2 separate regions of the Mus musculus genome follow, and region 1 is linked to region 2. Evidence: chromatin contacts called from public HiChIP or PLAC-seq data. All regions are on one chromosome and are shown on one strand. Each heading gives the region's core, a stretch centred on a gene start, on an enhancer-like site or on the middle of the called end of the contact. The rest is flanking DNA. Distances are from core to core; before and after follow the strand shown.

Evidence for each region. HiChIP or PLAC-seq counts read pairs in DNA pulled down with a chosen protein or histone mark.
Region 1: a FOXA1 HiChIP or PLAC-seq map of pancreatic cancer cells shows a contact between it and region 2. The contact joins the promoter of Srsf2 here to the enhancer-like site in region 2. A contact is called at or near these places in 2 of 39 promoter capture datasets (hippocampal neurons and pre-B cells), 2 of 115 datasets of contacts at active chromatin or transcription factors (embryonic stem cells and pancreatic cancer cells) and 1 of 9 other capture datasets (adipose tissue).

What each region holds. Positions count from the first base shown.
Region 1 is chr11:116,850,950-116,857,695 of GRCm38.p6, reverse strand. Srsf2 (serine and arginine-rich splicing factor 2) reads left to right here and starts at 4,602. Exons shown (of 3, transcript NM_011358.2): 1 at 4,602-5,128; 2 at 5,365-5,675; 3 at 6,735-6,746. The coding sequence starts at 4,767. The coding sequence ends at 5,668. Mfsd11 (major facilitator superfamily domain containing 11) reads right to left here and starts at 3,696. Exons shown (of 13, transcript NM_178620.4): 1 at 3,523-3,696; 2 at 2,998-3,053. The coding sequence starts at 3,618.
Region 2 is chr11:116,209,289-116,215,713 of GRCm38.p6, reverse strand. It overlaps Ten1 (TEN1 telomerase capping complex subunit), which reads right to left. Exons shown (of 4, transcript NM_027107.1): 4 at 396-875. The coding sequence ends at 637. Among named protein-coding and RNA genes, the nearest start is that of Gm33250, 13 kb to the left of the region's middle. Within about 2 kb of position 4,768, at least 26 of the 459 cell types and tissues checked have an H3K27ac peak or open chromatin away from gene starts, as enhancers often do. A contact at or near this core is called in pancreatic cancer cells, where this site is marked.

The DNA.
Region 1 (6,746 bases), core at 3,353-5,852, 640 kb before region 2:
GTGTTGAGATTATAAACAACGTGCCACATCTGGCTTGTATCATGCTTCTTTCAGCTGGCTTGCCTGTAACATGATTCCAAGTACTGCTTTTAACGAAGTGAGTGGCGAGAAGTACTGTGCTGAGCACTTCACAAAGATTTCCTCTTTTAAGTCTCGATGCTATGGAAGGAAGGTGTCACTACCCAACCTCACTTTATAGGAGACAGAGCTGCTGTGAGTGAGTTGCCTGAGTTCAGTCAGTCCTTAAGGAGTGGTGAGTCAGCCCCCAGCCCGGGAGAATTTGCTCCAGGGGCCTGCAAGTGATCTGCTCCACTGCAGCTTCTGGGAGCTGCATGGCATTTCTCTGCTACAGATAACAAGCCGAGTTATAGCGGGCTTCGCTAGAATTTATCTTACTTGCCTGAACATTTCTCAATCACTCCTCAGCCGTTACATAGACGCTGCTCAGTTACACGTATAGGTCATATAAATATACAAGTTATTTATCTAGGCAGTTGATTTTGAGACAAGATTATCACTATGTAGCCAGGGCTGGCCTTGAACCCACAATTCTCCTGCCCGAGCCTCCCACATACCAGGATTACAAGCATCCACACAATGTCTAACCCTACACGTATCTTTTTTCCCCTTGCTAGTATACATATCTTTTGTTGTTGTTTTGGGATAGGGTCTCTTACGTAGCTCTGGATGTACGACAACTCTCTCTGTAGACCAGCTGACCTTGAACTCACAAATATCCCCTAGCCTCTGCCTCCCAAGTGCTGGGATTAACCCACTTTACTATACATTCCTTGAACTCAAGCTACCTTGAGGATCCTCATTTCATTTATTAGGCAGTGTTTATCTGCCTAGTTCATTCCAATTTGTAAATTCGTATTTCTCTGGCTTCCATAAGCCGCTCACAAATTGAATGTATTCTTTCATTTGTTCTTTAAAATACACAGAAAACACAGTACTACAAAGTTGTAACGGTTTTAACTATCTAAAAAAGCGGACACTAAAATCCACATATATTTTGGGTAATTAAGAACCAAATTAGGAGAGTTTTGAAATTGGGAGGATAAACCTACAAACAAACCTATAAACAGAGAAATTACGGAAAAGGACCCAGGCATAGCAAGGCCTGCCTACCATCCCAGTACTCAGCAGGTTAAGCATGGCTGGGTTCCAGGTCAGAGGAGACCACAAGGTAGGATTTTCTTCTCAAATAAATGTAAAGAGTGTGTGTATAGCTTAACTTCATAACTCTACAATGTATACATACATTGTACATAGAGATAAACATGTGCGACTCTTGTCAATTCAAAGTTTTGGTTTTCTCCTATAAGAGAACCCAGAGTTAGATGAGGTACACTTGGTTAATCCCAGCACTCAGGAGGCAGAAGCAAGAGGATCTCTGTGACTTTAAGACCAGTCATTTTGAGGTCAGCCTGGTTTATGGAGTGAGTTTCAGGACAGCCAAGGGTACACGAGAAACCCTGTGTCGAAAAACCAAAGTAAGTAAGTAAATCAATCAATCAATCAATAAATAAGACAAGCCAGGGTTACAGAGTGGGACCCTGCTAACCACAAAACAACCGCCCCCTGCCTAGTTTGTCCAGTATCTCAGCAGGGGGTAATGCCAGGTTGACAGAGGCCTCATTGTCACCTTCCTGGCAACAGAGTCTTGGAGAGCCTCTGAGAGAATGCTGAATTCTTTGATGTAAGTTATTGGAAAGAGGAGGAAAGAGAAAAAAGGAAACCCTGAAGCCAGGCCTGATGCTACAGGTTTCTAAGTTTATCACTAGGGAGGTGTAGATACCTGAAGTTCAAGGTTATCTTGTATTATGCTACAAGCTCCACGCCAGACAAGAGAGGAGGCAATTGGAGGGAGAGAGGTTGTATATGTGCATGTATTTAGTACATTTCCAGCTACAAATCCAAAGTACTACAGACCTGTGAAGTTTTCATTTTCTATGTCTAAACAGCATAAAAATCTTTTTTTGTTTTGTTTTGTTTTTTTGAGACAGGGTTTCTCTGTATAGCCCTGGCTGTCCTGGAACTTACTCTGTAGACCAGGCTGGCCTTGAACTCAGAAATTCACCTGCCTCTGCCTCCCAAGTGCTGGAATTAAAGACGTGCGTCACTACTGCTCAGCTTCAGCATAAAAATCTTTGTTTTTTTTTTTTTTTTTTTTCTTTTTGTTGTTTTTCGAGAAAGGGTTTCTCTGTATAGCCTTGGCTGTCCTGGAACTCACTTTGTAGACCAGGCTGGCCTCAAACTCAGAAATCCGCCGCCTCTGCCTCCGAGTGCTGGCATTAAAGGCGTGCGCCACCACGCCCAGCTTCAGCATAAAAATCTTAAAGCTTCTGATGAAATTATAAATTGAGAATGAGATTACAAAGCCTCAAAAATCCAATGTTTCAACAACTACAGCACTGTTCAGGATTAGAACATGATTTTGACAAGACTTGCATGCATATTGAGCCAGAAGCACTATACTGCCTGCATAGCCATGATCTTAGTAAAGAACCTGGGGTCACAGAGCTAACTTGCTGAACGTAGCAAAGCATCCCAGTTCTGAAGCCAGGCTTTCAATCCCAAAGCCTCCTAATTCTACAGAAGACCTTTAGTCATCATCGTAAAAGAATTTACCATCACGCTTATTTATTTTGGGATTCACGGCATGCACCCCCATGCCTGCTCTGTAACTTTATTACTACATTTTAAAATTTATGTTTGTATGGTAGGAGAGTGTTCTCCTGCGTGGAAGACACATGAAAACCTGCAGGAGCTGGTTCTCTTCTTCCACCACGTAGGTTCTGAGGATTAATCCACGTACTCTGGGAGGTATGGGTCTGTATCTACTGATCTACCTGGGTGGCTCAAACCTCAGAAAAAGAGAGACAGATTTGACACAATCATGGCTACTCTTCAGTTACAACATGTTATTGCTGGTTTTCCTGAGATGGATGGAACTATGACATGCAAAATAAAGTCATGCACACAGTACAATACCTGGTATATCCACTGCCATGAAAATCTGTGCTATTTAAGCTCCTGATGACAGTTTGCTGTGTGGAAGATAAAACTAATCAACAAAAATGTCTTGCCATCTCCCTCCCCGCAGGAAAGTCTAAATACTCAAAAAAAATGTTATGATCCACACCTCTCACCCAAGCCCACCATGAGAGGAGAAAAAAACCGACTCAATTGCCGCAGAAGATATACTCGAGATGGGGAAACAGATAATCAACTGTACCCACAAGCCACCCAAGCACTAAATACAGAGTTTAACATTCACAAAAATTAAAGTAACTATGGTCCATACTCAAATTGCAAGCCGCATCTGAGTATTAAACGAAAGTGTTTAACACCACGTAAACGCGAAATATCTGATACACAAAATTAAGAAAACGAGAAAGGGTAGGCTGAAAAACAGGAGGTGCAATCTTGGCGTGGTAGCGGACATAAACGTTTATTGTCACAGCTGGAATGCATTCAGACGGGCATTCAAAGGAAGGAGTACAGATTCCAACTCACCGCCACATTTCCACAAGTCTGAAAGGCGGTGAACATAAACATAAAGGCAACTCCTAAAATAACGATGTTGAAAAGCTTTTTAGACTCCGGGGACATTTTGGCTCCGCTTGCTCAGAGGCCAGCAGCGGCCCAGGACAGTCACCTCTTCTCCTCCAGTCGAACCCCCTGACAGCCCTGAGGGAAGAAACCAGATGAGAGAACCACGAAGCCAGACTGCCGATTTCCAATCTTGGGATGGGAATCGTGGGTTTAAGGGAAATCTCTCCCCACCGGTACAGTCGGGACCCTCCGGGGACGCGACCGAGTGCAGAGGAGACCCGGGGTCTACCCGCCGCAACTCCAGTTGCAGGGAACGGGATCCGGGGCAAGGACGAGCAGTAGCAGCTGCTGGGGCCCGCCCTCCCGGCCTGACTCACAGCAGATCACGAGACCGGTCAGCTGACCAGAGTCTGGTCGCAGCGCCCGCCGGGAAATGTAGTCCCGGCGCCCCGTGGGGGGAGGGGAGGGTACGGCCGCACGCTGTGGCTAGCGCGTACTTTAGGTCTACACTACCCGTCCCTTCGTAGAGAGCAAAGGCCCCGAGAAGTGAAACCAAGGCAGCGAGCCTCAGTCAGGAGCGGCGGGAGAGGGGAACGTGAGGTGGCCCCGGGACACAGAGAGGCAAAAGAGAGCGCAAGAACCGGCTCTGACAGGCGGGACTGAAGGCTGGGCGGAACGGCGCGTGGAGCCCGGGCATTGGCGTGGGGAAGGGGCGGGGCTCTGGTGGGGCGCGCTTCCTCTTTCTCCCTCCATAGAGCCTCGTTCTTCCCCTTCCCCGCGCTCTCGCGGACGCACCCACGGTAGAGCATTTGGCGGGCTTTCTAACTGCCTTCTCTGGCTGCTCCCCCGCCCCACCGCAGTGACTGCGCGCTTTCCGCCCGCCCGCCGCGCGGTGCGCAGGCGCACCTGGGAGGGGCGGGGCGCGCGGCGGCGACGTTACGCAACACGGCCGAATGGGCCAATCAGGAGATTCATTTCCGGGTGGCGCGGGCGCCATTTTGTAAGGGTGGGTATAAATGCGCGCTGGGGCCCGCCCGCTCGCTTAGTTGCTGCTCAGGCGTCCGTCAGGTTCGGGTGCTCTGCGGCGGCCTTGCGGCTCCCTCCCTACCCACGAGGACTGTAGCTACCGAGCGCCTGACGGAGCTGCGTTTCCGGAGAGCGAGGGCCTGTCCGGGGCGTTAGGGTCTCGGCGCCGCTTCGCAGCCATGAGCTACGGCCGCCCGCCTCCCGATGTGGAGGGCATGACCTCCCTCAAGGTGGACAACCTGACCTACCGCACCTCGCCCGACACCCTGAGGCGCGTCTTCGAGAAATACGGGCGCGTCGGCGACGTGTACATTCCGCGGGACCGCTACACCAAGGAGTCCCGGGGCTTCGCCTTCGTCCGGTTCCACGACAAGCGCGACGCCGAAGACGCCATGGACGCCATGGACGGGGCGGTGCTCGACGGCCGCGAGCTGCGGGTGCAGATGGCGCGCTACGGCCGCCCGCCCGACTCGCACCACAGCCGCCGGGGCCCGCCACCCCGTCGGTACGGCGGCGGCGGCTACGGGCGGCGGAGCCGCAGGTGAGCGGGGCCCGGGGCGGAGCGGGAGGCGGACGGGCACAAAGGTACGCGGAGCACGTGGAGCCAGCCCCTCCCTCGCGGCCGGGGTGGCAGCAGGGCCGGGCCACTCCGTGCGAGACCCCGCCTCGCGGCAAGGGAAATGGCGCCTGGCAGCCAGATAATGGCGGCGGGGCGGGCGGGGCGGGACCGGCGGCCTGCAAGCTCACCCTGTCGCTTCGTTCACGTCCCACTCGCAGCCCTCGGCGACGCCGGCGCAGCCGATCTCGAAGCCGGAGTCGGTCCAGGTCGCGAAGCCGCTCCCGCTACAGCCGCTCCAAGTCTCGGTCCCGCACTCGCTCGCGCTCCAGATCAACCTCCAAGTCCAGATCTGCCCGAAGATCCAAGTCCAAGTCCTCCTCCGTCTCCAGATCCCGCTCGAGGTCAAGGTCCAGGTCGCGATCGAGAAGCCCTCCGCCCGTGTCGAAGCGAGAGTCCAAGTCTAGGTCGCGGTCCAAGAGCCCACCCAAGTCTCCAGAAGAAGAGGGAGCAGTTTCTTCCTAAGAAAATGGTAATGTCTGCGGGAATCTGAGACACGCCCTAACTCCCGTGGGGTATGGAGTAGGTTTTTTGAGCCTTGTTAGCATAAAGACTCCTGGTGTTAAGAGTACTACTGCTCTGAAGTTACTCAGCTTTGGGAGTGATGCTGAAGAGGGGTCTGCAGAGAGGATTGTGTAAAGCTTAGATAGTAATGGCTGTTTCATGCTGTTTGAGACCTATTAATGAAAATGACTATTTCTTGCTGTTTTTATCCAACGTCTGCATTTTCCCCCTTTAAAGCTGCGGTCTCCTGTTTTATCAAAGAATATTGGCCAGTATTGCAGATTTTAACTGATTTGGCTGATCCTCCAGGGACCAGTTTCTGTGGGCGTGTATTGGAGCAGGTTTGTCTTTAAATGTTAAAGATGCACTATCCTCATAGAGAAAAACATTCAGTGCAACTGTTGTTGTGCTGACTGGGACTTCTTACTCTAATGGATGTGGCAAAGGAATTGCAATTAAGAAGCAATGAACTTTTGGAACCCCAAAAGAAAGTTACAGGTATTGATCCGCACCGGGTGGGGAAAGGATAGTGTGTCTTTAACTCTAAATTGTTTGGTCCTATTTTTCTTTTTAAAGGAAAGGGCCCTAAGTAGCTGATTAAGAACATCCTCAACTGCCAAACGTTTCATTTTCAAACATCTTACAAAGTGTAGACTAATTTCTGATAGCAAGTTTTTGTTTGGAAACAGCCCCACCCTGCCCCCCTACCTTTTTTTTCTTTTAACCCTCCCTTGCCTCCTTTTTTTTCCCCCTTTTTTCTTTCTTTCTTTTTTTTTTTTTTTTTTTTTTTTTTTTGGTCTTGGTTATTTGGCCAAGAATCACATATATCCGAACATGCTGGTGGTACCCTTTGGAAAAACTCCCATTTGGGCCTTTAAAAAAACTGATAATGGCCAGGTGGAACCTTCTGTAACCTACTTGTTTCACCAGAGCCTTAGTAAGTACATGCCTGATAATGAAACCATGTGCACTTTGGAACCTTTTTAGTAGTGGAAAGTAAGCTGAACCTCTTTCTTTTCAAACCTAGATGAATCGGCAA
Region 2 (6,425 bases), core at 3,519-6,018:
AAGTAAAGCCACGCTTTGGGGGCCACAAGAATCGACCCATAAAAGCTGTACAGGGGAGCTGACAGCATAAGGCAGAGGTTAGGAGTAGGCCAAAGCCTCTGAGACCACAATCCCACCCTGGGTCACACATCAGGACCCTGGACCTCAGCCTTACCCGTCTGGCGATTCTTAGCCTCCACTGAGGTCAGAACTCCAGTAATAGTGAGCCCTTTGAGTCCTGCCCCACCCCCAACTCTGCCCCTACGTCCCTAGCAGTCTCCCCTCAGCCTCCTAGCCCAGGATTCACCAGAAGCCTTCAGCAGGCTGCAGCTTCTCTGTCAGACAAGCTGTCTGCTTGTGGCTCCCCCTGCTGGCCCCTTTTGGCTGCAGCCGGCTCCGCATCAGCACACACACTATACGCTTATACTCTTTATTCATGAGGCATTCAGGAACCCTTCACATCCCTCACAAGCCACAGCGCCAGGGCCCTGGGGTAGGGAATCATATTCATTTTCATTCTTCTTCTTCTTTGAGAGAGAGAGGGCATATGTGTTATGTAGCTCAGACTGGCTTTAAACTCCACCTCTTCCCGCCTCTCCCTGCCTGCACTGGGATTGCAGCATGGGCCACTACGGCCAGATTGGGTGGGCTTTCTGCTCAGTCCAGAGTTTGGGGAAGGGGCACCTGCTGCCCCCTGTTCTCTGGTTCCAGACTAAGGCTGTCACTGGGAATCGATTGAGGAGCAGGTGTAGGGGTTTGCAAGGTGCTGGCGTCTCCTATTGGCTGCTGCCTCTTCTGCAGGTGACGCCTCTGCTCCAAGATGGCTTTCTCTAACAGGGACAAATCCATCCCCTCCACACAGGTGAGCAGTCGGGCCCTCACCACAAAAGCTCCACCTGAAAGACAGACAGATGCCGAGGCATTAGCAGGGACTTCCTGGAGGGTCTGTTGACCTTCACTGATGACTCTGGGACTCTGGGTGTTCTCAGACTAGTTCACTCCTGAGGCACTAAGAAAGCTGGCAATCTGTCTCCAGGAGACTCGGAGCCTGGGCCTGCCATGCTCTGCAGAGGGCAGGAAGGTGGACCTCCACACATCACACACACACACACACACACACACACACACACACACACAACCTATTATTCCTTTGCCTTCCAAAAGCCCAGGGCTCAGAAAATACTCTGTCTGCCCTAGGGGAAAGGCCTCTTTGGCACTCTGGGACCAGGTCCTGAAAAACTGGGGTGAAGGGAAACCATGTCTGATAAACCTAAGAGACTGAGCTCCAGCCACTTTGGCCTCAATGGGGCGAGTCACTCACACCCAGCTCTTCAGTGACATGCATACAGCTGCAGAGTGTGCATGCAGCTCCCTGACAGGGCAAAGGGGGCACTGGATCCCCTGAAAGTGGAGTTGCGGGTGGTTGTGAGCCCCTGTGTAGGTGCTGGGAATCAAACCCATGTCCTTTTCAAGAGCAGCGAGTGCTCTTAACCACCGAGCCATCTCTCCAGTCCCAATACCTACTTATTCATGCTCAGATTTATTTTATGTATGGACACTTTTGCCTGCATGGAGGCGTGTGTGGCCGGTATGTGTGCCTGGTATCCCCGGATGACAAAGGAGGGGGTCATATCTTCTAGAACTGGATTTATGGATGGTCCCGAGCCACCGGATGAATGTTGGGAACGGAGCCAAAGTCTTCTGCAAAGGCAATGAGTGCTCTTAATCACGGAGCCGTCTCTCTAGCCCCTACTTAGGTTTAGACAGGGTTTATAGAGTCCAGGCTGTCCTAGGATTCCTATGTATCCTAGAATGGTCCGGAACACTTGATGCCCCTGCCTTTCCCTCTCAAGTACTAGGACTGCAGGTGCAGGTCACATCCCTGGTTCCCTGTGGTGATTAGAAAAACTTCCTCCTCAAGTTCTCCTTGGTTCCCAGGAACTTCCATGAACAACTCGGTGTTCCAGGACATTACCACATCTGCTTTGGATGCACTGGAGACATCAGGCTTAGGTCTAGCCTGGCCTTTCAGCTCTAGACCATTCACTCACTGCAGCCAGTCTGGGGCAGAACTTATCATCAAGCTGTCTAGGTTTCAACCCCCTACACAGATCACCCATGGAAAAAAAAAAGGACTTATTTGAGCCTCAGTTCCTTGGTGCCAAGTCACAGAGATGCTGAGCTTGCAGAGGTCTCGGAGTGCGACCCTGTCTGCATCTACTGATGGGTGTTGGTTGCCCATCATCACCTGAGAGGCCTCTGGACAGGCGGTGTCTATACACGTTAATCAAATATTCATACCGCCTTGAGAAGCCTGGGGCACACTTAGCTCTAAAGGGTTTTTTGTTTTTGTTTTTTAAAATATATGTAAGTGCACTGTAGCTGTCTTCAGACACACCAGAAGAGGGCATCAGATCTCATTACAGTTGGTTGTGAGCCACCGTGTGGTTGCTGGGAATTGAACTCAGGACCTCTGGAAGAGCAGTCAATGTTCTTAACCGCTGAGCCACCTCTCCAGAGTTTATAAGAGCTCCAAGAACAAGAACAGAATGAGATGTTCACAGCATCTCAGCAGCTGCTTGGGGGCTGGAGAGATGGTCAGTCAGGAGTCTGACTCCTAGCCTGTCAGGTGACTCACACGCAGCAGGTCTAGCCTCTGTGGAAACCTGTACACACACACACACACACACACACACACACACACACACACACAAGCAAACAATAAGTAACTTAAAACAAACAAACGGCAGCAGTAACAACAACGAAAACCAAGTGTAGACACACCAGAACAATGGGAAAAAAAGAAGCCAGGCGGTGATGGTGCACACCTTTCAACCCAACACTGAGGAGCGACTGATGGAGGACCCCTGTGAGTTCAAGGCCAGCCTGCTCTATATAGCAAGTTCCAGGACAGCCAGGGTGACACAGATAGAGACACCCCGTCTAAAAACAAAATTAACTGAAACAAAAATGGAGGGCATGGGAGGAGTTTGTTGAGAGCCCTTGATTATGATTTGATTGTGACACCATGGGGGTGTATGGGGTTCCACAATGAGAGGTGGGAGACACAGAACTTAAGGCAGGATCCTGTGTCAAATATTTTCAAACTTCTGGGGTGAAGATTTTCTTAGAAATCTGCTTAATGTCGGGCGGTGGTGGCGCATGCCTTTAATCCCAGCACTTGGGAGGCAGAAACAGGCGGATTTCTGAGTTCGAGGCCAGCCTGGTCTACAGAGTGAGTTCCAGGACAGCCAGGGCTACACAGAGGAACTCTGTCTCGAAAAACCAAACCAAACAAACAAAAAAAAGTAAGAAAATTAAAGAAAAAGAAAAAAAAAAAAGAAATCTGCTTAAATTTCACAGACTCTTAAAAGGTGTTTGCTTATACTTTAGAAGATTTAAATTTGTAAATTAGATATATACGTGTGTATCTATGAATGTGCGCATATGAGTGCAGGTGCCTATGAAGGCCTGAAGAGAATACTGGCTCCCCTGGAGCTGGAGTTACAGGTGGCTGTGACTGCCTGTGTGGGTGCTGGGAAGCAGGCTTGGATCCTGTGGAAGAGCAGCGAGTGGTTGCAGCTGTTGAGCCTTTGCTCCTGTTCATTACGTTCATCAGTCTCAGTTGGCTTTATCGTTTATTGTCTACAGAGTAAGCGGTCCCCAGAATGGACGGCTTCTCAGTGGCTCGGTCAGGCCATGGCTGCAGTCCAGGTGCTTCAGCCCATTCTGGATGGAAGGAGGAGAGATGGGAGTGCATGTGTGGCATCTGAGGATGGCAGCCTGTGGGTAGAAGGTGTGAGGTAAAGCAGGCAGGAAAGGGCTTGCCTAGAGTCCTAGCCCTTGGCAGGGTGTGGCTGAACAAAAATCCCATTTCAAAAAACAGAGCACTGCTAGCGTGTGCAAGGACCTGGGTTTGACCTTCAGCACAAACCAAAAACATGCATATACATATGCACATACACATACATATGCACATACACACAGGGTCTGGGAGATGGGTTGGTGGTTAAGAGCATGCAGAGGACCTGAGCTCAGTTCCCAACTGAGTCCAATTGCTTACAACTCTTTGATCCAGTTCTGGGGGGATCCAAAGCCACAGGTTTCTATGGGTACCTGCATATATGTGTACATACCTACACACAGACAGACGGGAACACACACATACACACACATTTAAAAGTAAAATAAATCTTCAAGAGAAGGGAAAAGGCCGGGTATGCAGCTCAGCCGGCAGAGCACTTGGCTAGCACCCCCTCAGCCGCTTAGCATCCGAGCTCCCACGAGCACCACATGAATCGGACACGCTAGCACATGCCTGTAACCCCAGCACTCGGGAGATCAGGAGGTCAAGGTTCTCCTCCAATGCATAGCCGGTTTGCGGGGAGTCTGCTGTACATGAGAGACCATCTAAGAACAGTCACACACAACCACGTGCCTAGCATGCAGGAGGTCCAGGTTCAAGCCTAAGCACACATGCAACTGTCAGGTACCACTGCCCTGCCGTGTGGAGACCACTAGTGCTGGCCTGCACGCCTTAATGGCAGTCACTCGACAACATCAAAGGTAGTCCTTGTATGGTCACCCCAAACCCACCAAGTCCTCATCCCTGCCCACACTCCTGGGTCCTGTGTCCTTCCTCTGTTGTACTGTGTTTCCCTCTTCCAGTGTCCTTATAAGAGTCTCACCTTTTCTCTGGGACTTGGCTGAAACCTGGCTTTATCCATATCAACAGGTCCTACTGTGCAGGAGGTGAGTCCAGAGTTCACCTGCTGCTCGGGTTTCCTGTTACACGCCCGGCTCCTTCCCACTGATAACTGTTTACAGCAGTTTACCTCTGCTCCAGTTCTCCCTCCCACACCCACCTCGCACCTTGGACTGGTTTGTTCTAGAATCTTACACCCTGTTTGTTCTCAGTATCTTCCTGACCTTTCACTCCTACTACTGCAGCCTTCTTCACCCCTTGGGTCTCCTGGACTCTCTCACCTTCTCTGTCTCTTCAGCCGGCCCTAAGTACCTCCCAGCCATTTTCCTGGTATTGCAGGACTCAGCCTTTGCCTTCCAACCTGCCTGCCTGATGCATCTCCAGCCTCTGCCCTCCCCGGTCGCATCTCTGATGAGTACAGAGAAGCCTCAGACCACAAAACATATTCTCACTGTAACACAGGGACTTCAGAGTCTCCTCTCACTGAACAGCTTTCCTTGTCTGTCTAGAAACTCTTCTGTGTCCTGGCTAGCCTGGCCTCACGCTCAGTGACAGTTATGCAGGCATTACCAAACATGTAACTCTCCTGCCTCATACCTATCTCTCCTAGAAAAATTCCTTTACCTTTGTGTTGCCACCACTGAGCTTGGCTTCCTTCCCCCAGCTCCCTTCTTCTTTTCACTTTCTGAGGTATGGCCTTGCCAAGATACCCAAGCTGCCCTTGAACTCACTCTGTATCCCTGGTAGGCCTGGAACTTCCTGGGCAGCTAAGATTACAGTCACTGTGTAACCCCAGGCCTACTTGTTGCCAACCACTTGAATTATTTCAAAGCATCTAGCAGAGAGGATATTTTGATTATTCTGAGCTCTCTCTATCTCTCTCTCTCTCTCTCTCTCTCTCTCTCTCTCTCACACACACACACACACACACACACACACACAGACATGCGCGCGCGCAGAAGATAAATGTCTACAGAGATTGATATACCAATTGTTCTGATGTAATCATTCATTACCTACCATGGACATGTATTGAAATGTCACCCTGTGTCCATAGTATGGCTATACAATCACCATGTGACAATTAAAAGTTTTTACAAGCCAGGCATGGTAGCGCACACCTTTAGTCCCAGCACTCGGGAGGCAGAGGCAGGTGGATTTCTGAGTTTGAGGCCAGCCTGGTCTACAAAGTGAGTTCCAGGACAGCCAGGGCTACACAGAGAAACCCTGTCTTAAAAAAACAAAAAAAAAAAAAGTTTTTACAATAGTTTTTAAAAGGTGAGAAAAGAGGTTTGTGAGGTGGCAGTTGTTACAGCCAGTATGCTTATACAAGGTGTGATTATTACTAATTACACACAGGGGAAGATGTTTAGAAACACCTCAGACAGGGACCCATCAGGGCCTTGGACGGTACCAAGCGGTGTCAGATTCCGGGAGATGATCACAGAGCTGGTGCTGTTCCACACCAGTCTCCTGGCTGGCTCTAGATGTAAAACATGGGAGAAAGGTTCCTCTGCCCGACCTCTCCTTTGTCCTCAGAACTTTCCACCTGGACACAGTGCACTGCACATGTTTGATGGACCTTTGTATCCGCCAGGACTTAAGGCCTGGCCCAGGAAGGATGAAAGCTGTGTACCTCCTGCTCAGGGGAAAGGTCAGGACAGGCATGGCCACACTCAGCCAGCTCAGGGTTCCACCCACGGCTCGCTCATCAATTCCTTACTCCACATCACAGTGGCAC